Regions from separate parts of the Mus musculus genome. Here region 1 is linked to region 2. Evidence: chromatin contacts called from public Hi-C data. All regions are on one chromosome and are shown on one strand. Each heading gives the region's core, a stretch centred on a gene start, on an enhancer-like site or on the middle of the called end of the contact. The rest is flanking DNA. Distances are from core to core; before and after follow the strand shown. Region 1 overlaps Rsu1 (Ras suppressor protein 1). Region 2 has its middle 210 kb from the start of Pter.

Region 1 (3,486 bases), core at 829-3,328, 390 kb after region 2:
TCCTCAATCTGTCTTTTCTAGCATCCTCTATTTATCAGGTGGCTTCAAGCAAGTGAACTGCAACTCTTCAGTCTGTGCCCAGGCACACCTTTGGCCACACAGTGCTGGCACGTGCTGCTAGGAAGCCAGGAAGTGAATGGGGAGGGATGGGTAGCAACTTAAACCCATTACAGACAAGACTGCATGCAAGATGGCATTGGGGCTTTTGCTCTTGTTGGTTGGCAGGAAATCCTCTCCACCTCTGAGACAGAGGGTACAGGCACAAAGAATTCTTCCCCAGCAGGTCTGCAAAAGTCATAGAGGCATACATGAGGGCAATCCAAACAGTGGATTGCAAACATGTTTCCTTGATCCAATCAATTGCATCTCTTAGTATACGTTGTATTTAAAACAGATGGGAGTTATTCCTATGTATATAATGCTTAGTATGAAAAGCTGACTGAAATCCTGTATCACCTTCCAGTGGGTTTTTTTTTTAAACAAAACAAAGCAAAAATGATTTTCACACACAACCAAGTGCTTCGTAGAAGCCTGGCCTTGTTGCCTCTGCACCTTAGGCTTTGCATTTCTTCACTGTGTCCACTGCATTAAATGGTGCTCAACTTGCAGGGATAAAACAAACATGTACAGAGACATGGGTTTTGTTACTATGTGGCAGATTGCCACTCCCGATCAAAGAGTACAAGATGTGAAATGAGGCTCAGAGACATCTTATGTCTTTCACGTAATATTTGGAGGCATTGAGTCCACAGGTGTTATCAAGCATTGGCTGTGCTCTGTCATCTGCCAGGACTAAGTCAAGGTTATGAATTGTTATTTTGATTTTCCTTTCTGTTTGGTCCTTTCCCGCTAATGAAGTAAAGCTTTTGCCTGGTTACTTCTACAGAGTAACTAGTTCAGAAAATGTACATCCATAAAAAGAGTATTTACAGTAGCTCTGTCTATAACAACCTTCAACTGAAAGCTACAGTCACGACCAGTGACAGGGGAGGGGATGCACTGTGCTGTATTAACACTGAAAAGCAAGTGATTTGGGGAATATTCTAACTTTTCTTGATGCAGTAATAAGAAGAGAGATCTGCTCCAATTATCATCTAGAGCCCTTGAATGCTTTGCCTGCTGAATTTGCTTCTTCAGCTCATCCATCAGTCAGTCTGCTGTCTGTCTGTCTTCTCTCTTCTCTCTTCCTCTGTTATCCAGATATTTTTATAGACATTTCTAATACTGTACTTCATGCTCCGTTCTCCTGTTTGTTTCTCCCCGTGAATTCTATTTTACTGAATACCGTGGCTGTAGTTGTATCTCAGAGCTGGCAAAGACTCTGGGCTCTATTCTTAGCAGGAGGGGAAAAAAAAGACAATAAGAAAAAAAAAACACCCCTCCCCCTCCAAAAAAAACCTGAATGCTGAAGGAAGCTTTCACCTGGTCCACACAGCAGTCTCCAGTCCCGCATGTGAGTCCCAGTGCTGTTTGTTGTCCTCTTTTCCTTCACTTTGTAGGAGTTTTAGAAGCCAAGGGAAGCCCCTTCACTATATCCAGGACCCTAGTCTCACAGCCAGGCATGATGGTGTGTGCCCTGTGTCTCACAGTATCCATTTGACTTCCCCTCAGCTGGACATTTACAGTCACACAGACTCACTATTTTGCCACCATGTGAAACGCTCAGCACCCCCATTTCCAGCAACTGCCACTGGTCTCGGCCTGGAGCAACTCTAAACCTATCACAACTGAGCCAGCAGTACCATGACATCACCAAAGCCAGGTCCCAGCCTCAGTAAGACATCTACATCTCTGATTCCCGGCCACCTCTCAGTCCTATCTCAGTATGACCAGGAAGAGCAGACAATGTCGCCATCCTGGAGATTCTGAGGTTGCCTGGCTCCCTGAACACTACCTTCTGTTGGTCTTGCTCCATCACTAGAAGCTTGTCATGTTTCTTGTGCCAGTCTCCCTCCTCTCCGGGGTGCCTGGGGGCTCAGTGTGTGGATGTCTTGTCTTTACACTCACTCCTTACATGTTCTCCTCCAGATTCATGACTAGCAACCAACACATCTCAGTCTCCAGCCAAGATCTCAAGGCCGCCTCCAGACTCCTGCAGCCACCCGCCTACTGAGTATCTCCACTTGGATGTCTGGAGGCAGCTTACCCTTAGCCATTCCTTGCTGCCCCCTCCTTCAAATCTGTTTCCCTCCCAGAAGCCCCCAATTTAGCAAGGCCTACTTCAGTCTGGAAATCGCTCATGTAGTGTGCAAAGTCACCCCTGGCGCCTGTCCTCCTGTCCCTTCCCACACGGAACCCACTGGCAGCTTCCCCTTTAAGACACACGCCTAGCACTTTTCTCATTCCTTCAGTGCAGCTGCCACTTCTGCCTAGATGATTGCAATTCCTTCCCGTTTGTTTTCTCTCCTTCCTTTCAACCAGCTTGTAGCAGAGGTCTCTCTCTCTCTCTCTCTCTGTCTCTGTCTCTGATTCTCTCTCTCTCTCTCTCTCTCCCTCTCCCTCTCTCCCTCTCCCTCTCCCTCTCCCTCTCCCTCTCTCTCCCTCTCCCTCTCCCTCTCCCTCTCCCTCTCCCTCTCTCTCCCTCTCCCTCTCCCTCTCCCTCTCCCTCTCTCTCCCTCTCCCTCTCCCTCTCTCTCTCTCTCTCTCTCTCTCTCAAGTATGGAAGGTAGCCACTCCTCAAACTATGGGAATTGCTTCCTGTCTCTTCCAGGAAGGTGGCCAAAATCTTTGCAGTGGCACAAGAGACCTCCATGCTCTGATGCTCTGTTGCACACCACGTATTTGAGTTCCTTCCTGCCTCGTCCCAGGGCTCCCTCAGTAGGTGCCTGTCTGCTTTTCCTTGGGTAGGAGCACTTGTTGAATCCTTTGCCAGGAAGTATCCTTCTGCTAAGTTTCTGTATATCCTTCAGTATTTGAGGTCTTCCATCACTGTGTATTAGTTAGCAATTCTCTTTTCCTTCCTTCCTTCATCACCATTTAACATACTGGGCATGCATTCATTAACTCTTAATTCCCAATGGAATTCACACTTTATGATAACAAGTGCTGTTTTATATTCTCTGCTGTTTCCAAGGGAAAACAATGTGTACCATAAACAGAATAAACAAATAATGAAGGGACACTATTCTCCCCACCCCCACCCCGTGTGTGTGTGTGTGTGTGTGTGTGTGTGTGTGTGTGTGTCCTTCTCCCTCTCTCCTCTTTTTTCCCCGACCCAACAAAGTGCTAAAGATGGAATCCAGGACCTCACATATTCCAGGCAAGTGCTTTACCATTAAGTAACAACCTAAGCAACAGGTTCTCTTATTTCCTACACCTAAAACATGAGCGATAAATTTCAACAAATTATCCCAGAGACCAGAAGCAGAATTTGCAATGGTAAATCAAACCATGTGGAAATTCAGTCTTGACTCTGTGTGAAATAAAAAGAGCACATTTTGATACCCCAGACTGTTCACTTTGTGAATATGTTTCTGTGATCATGAC
Region 2 (3,791 bases), core at 110-2,609:
TACTCAGTGGATCTATTATCACTTTGAATTTTGAGCAGAGCAATGTATTTCTCATGAACCATTCCCCTGTTTTTGAAAGTTGCTCTTAAAAAAAAAAAATCACCACTAACAGTTTAAGCATGGAATGTTCTTAATATCTTCAATATCTACACCAGTAGGAATGTGCTCTGTTCTCCAGAGTCAGTGTACTTAGCCACTAATTAATTGTTTGAGACCATATCTCTTTTATGTTGCCCAGACTTATGTAAAACTCCAGGTTTACAAGCCTCAGCTTCTTGAGTGGTTGGAAATAGACAGCTACTGCCATTAATTGCAGCTAACTCTTTCACATTTCATTGGAAAATAGGTGCCAGTGATTCTGAAGACAAGGATAAAAACCTAAAATACAGAGTTAGTCACTTATGGCATCAGGACCTTAGCTTAAAAGGTCTCTAGAGGTTCCCAGTCCCAGCTAACCTGGACTAGCAAAACAGAACAGACTGGCAATGCTTGAACATTTCAAAGAGAAGCATTAAGAAATACAAGTGATAGTTCTCATCAGAGCTGGCAGAAATTTCCTTAGACTTTAACTGGATTCGTTCCCTGTTAAAGTGCACATCACCAATCCGGTTAAAGAATAGTGTATAAGGATTTTTATCCCTGTATGTAGAGGACATATTGCAAAAGTAATGTTCTTTTAGTCACAGTCAGTGCTAAGTAAATTTTAAGCATGCTTCCTGTTTGGTTTGGCTATTTAAGTAAAATTCGTTTCCTGGAAAAGCTAAAACTATTGCTGAGAGAAGTTGCTGTCTGGATACACATTCGCTCTGCAGCTGTCTCCAGTGTCTGTTCTGATGCCTGGAACATAGTAGTCTTTCTACAACACACGGGAAGGACATGCCTGGAGGTTAATGAACTTCTTGATTTATAAAGAGATGATGACGCACTTAACTTATTATGATCCATCGTCCAAGGGCAGCTTGGATTCTATTGACCCTTCCGTTTGCAGATCTGAAACAGGTTAGGTGTTATCTAGGACCTGGTACCGTAGAAGTTCTTGTGATTTCTTGATTTTTTTCTAATTAGTAAAATGCAAGGTTTGAACAGAAAAACTCTAAGATTTCTTCGGGTCCTGAATGCCTTAATTTTCATCTGCTAGACTTATAGGTGCTAATGTCCAGCAACTCTGTACAATTAGAAGAACCCCACCCTTTAAAAGGGTGGAGATGGGGTTTGGGGTAGGAGAGAAGCAGCTTGCAAATTGCTTCATGTCCACTAGGGGGCAGGTTTTTACACATCTGCGGTTAAGAATGAGTAGACACAGAATCGTGCCCATGAGCTGCTATTGTGGCATAGGATTACAAGTTGCATAACACTTCACACTTGAACAAATACTTCACACGGAGAACACAGTGTCTTTCTTTGGCAGATAAGAGAAACTGGCATAGTCAGAGCATAGAAATTCACCAAAACCGTGGTCTAAGTTGCCAGCATCTGGTTTTTGCTTTGTACGTGTCTGTGGGATGCCTGAATTACTGAATGCTGTGCTCATGGAGGTTGCTGGGAAACCTGGGGATAGGTTTCACCAATGTTCAGGATACGAGGAACAACTACCTCACCCACGTGTGGCCTGCAAACGGGGTGGGATGAAGTCGTGAAAAGCCAGGTTGGAGAGACAGACTGCTTTCTGAAGCACTCAGAAGTGATTTTTTTTTTAAATCAAAGAAGAAAACATCTTGAAAAAATTGGCTGCTGGTGGTACTGTCTCCTCTGCATTGACATCATCCATCAACCAAGAGTGTAGGAGAACTGTCAAATACTGGCAGCCCTAGAGATAAGAGAAATCGCGGGCGCTTGAACAATGGCGAGTGTCTCAGCACACAGCTGGAGCCCCGCTTGGTGGTTATTTGGGGAGGGGTATAACGGGGAAGAGGAAGAACAAGCGGGCATTTGTTCAAATCCTCAATTAGAATGATCTGATTCATAATTTTATTTATTGTCAGAATAACTTTCTGCCCTGCCCTGCACATGGTGTGCGGCTACCGCCTTCTTCATTTTTCTGCTGTTGTTTGTACTTGGGTTTGGTGTTTCTCAATGTATTCTCCCTCACAGTAGCTGTTGACAGGTCCAGCCCTGTAACCATCTGGCTCCTGAAGTAATGAGACCAAATGAAATGGAGCTTGAAGAAATTAACATTCTTTCCTTAATCTATTAATAACTGAAAAGTGTTGATTTTAGTGACAGCCAGATACTTTATTATGAAGCATATTGGTTAATTAAGAGCATCATAATGAAGGTTATAGGAATGCATATCCCTCCAGAAACACATATTTTTAATAAGCATAATTTGATTCTTCTCACGCACTCCAAAAAAAAAAAAATCAGTGAAAATGTTATGCACAAAGAGAGTCTCAACAAAAAAATAAACACTTAATTTTTGTATGTACGTACCACACTACTGTTGTTTGGTTAAGTGTGCATCTCAAATACAGCTGCTGGATTCCAAAGGAATTTGCAGATAATTACAGGTCTTCCTATTTTATCCCTCCACTGTCTGAAAATACTCTCATCTCTCTACTAACAGCCCATGTTTGTGAGTCTTAGGCTCCTTACGGGGGGTAGGGAGGAAGGGAATCGTCCACATTGCCAAAATTAAAAAACGCACAGACTTTGGTATTTAGATCATAGATAATGATATTTCCTTGCTCAACTCTGATGTTTGCAAACATTTTCCTTGTGCCTGTGAGACTTTCATGAAAACTCTAGCTTGTGCACAGAGATGTCATTAATAATAGATGTGCTACGGCACCTTGGCTCACCTTTCCTGCCTATGGAGCTTGGAGAAGTTCTGGGTTGCGATTGTTATCCTGTTGCTGTGCATTGTGGATGTCCACTTCTAGCCAGTGGGTGCAAAAGGCACTCCCAGCCCTTATTAAGAAAGCCTGTTTTTTCTATGTTTGGTATCTCCATTTAGAGTTAACATGCATGTATACTTTTTAGGTAAATTCAGCAACACTTATTCCCCTTCTTAACAAGTATCCCACTTACAAAAGAAGACAGAAGTGGTTTCCCAAGGCTTCCTCCCTGAGACTGTTTGAAGCTATTTATGTGCACAGTCTCATTGCACACACCACTGTCCTGCTCTTCTGCATCCTTTCTCTCATTTTACCCTGCCTTACTCTGGCTACCCAAGAACTCCCTAGGTAACAGCTAATGTTCTCTCTCTCTCTCTCTCTCCCTCTCTCTCTCTCTCTCTCTCTCTCTCTCTCAAGAGATATGTATAACATATGTTTATAATTCAGGGGAAAACTAGCTCATGACACTCAGTATGTGAGTTTTCTCCTTTTGGTTACAATTATCCTGTTTGGTTGTCAAAGCTGGAGAATCAGCAAGCAAGGAGCTGGCCTTGGGTGTAAACACCGACTTTCTGAGCAGGAAAGCATCTGGCTTTTCCATTCTTTTTGCTGTGTTCAACCTCCGTTCCAGTTTCTTCCTATCATCATTTCAGATTCTCTTTCTGTCTCTGTGTCTCTGTCTCTCTCTGTCTCTCTCCCTCTCTCTCTGTGCTTTGCAATCCTTGTGCAGTTGATGCCAGATGTGTGTCAATACCTTATGACACTGTACCCTCAGCACTGGACTCAGAGGATATGGGAGCTCACCTTCTCACTCTGTGATAAGGCCTTCAGTGTATCTCTGTCAACCACTTGCCCCTGTTTATTTGGAGAACTAAGTCTATTTTCTGAAATATAGTTAAATGGAATTATTAAATAGAATAAGGCCCACTTAGCTTAGGGTATTGACAGTGTTCTAGA

What was found. A called contact is a pair of places that touch in the nucleus more often than the background predicts.
Region 1: a Hi-C map of cerebral cortex shows a contact between it and region 2, with 3 times the contacts expected there. The contact joins two enhancer-like sites.

The regions. Positions count from the first base shown.
Region 1 is chr2:13,101,808-13,105,293 of GRCm38.p6, forward strand. All of the region lies in intron 8 of Rsu1 (Ras suppressor protein 1), which reads right to left. Among named protein-coding and RNA genes, the nearest start is that of C1ql3, 93 kb to the left of the region's middle. Within about 2 kb of position 2,079, at least 4 of the 459 cell types and tissues checked have an H3K27ac peak or open chromatin away from gene starts, as enhancers often do. A contact at or near this core is called in cerebral cortex, where this site is marked.
Region 2 is chr2:12,707,967-12,711,757 of GRCm38.p6, forward strand. No RefSeq gene overlaps it. Among named protein-coding and RNA genes, the nearest start is that of Pter, 210 kb to the right of the region's middle. Within about 2 kb of position 1,360, at least 50 of the 459 cell types and tissues checked have an H3K27ac peak or open chromatin away from gene starts, as enhancers often do. A contact at or near this core is called in cerebral cortex, where this site is marked.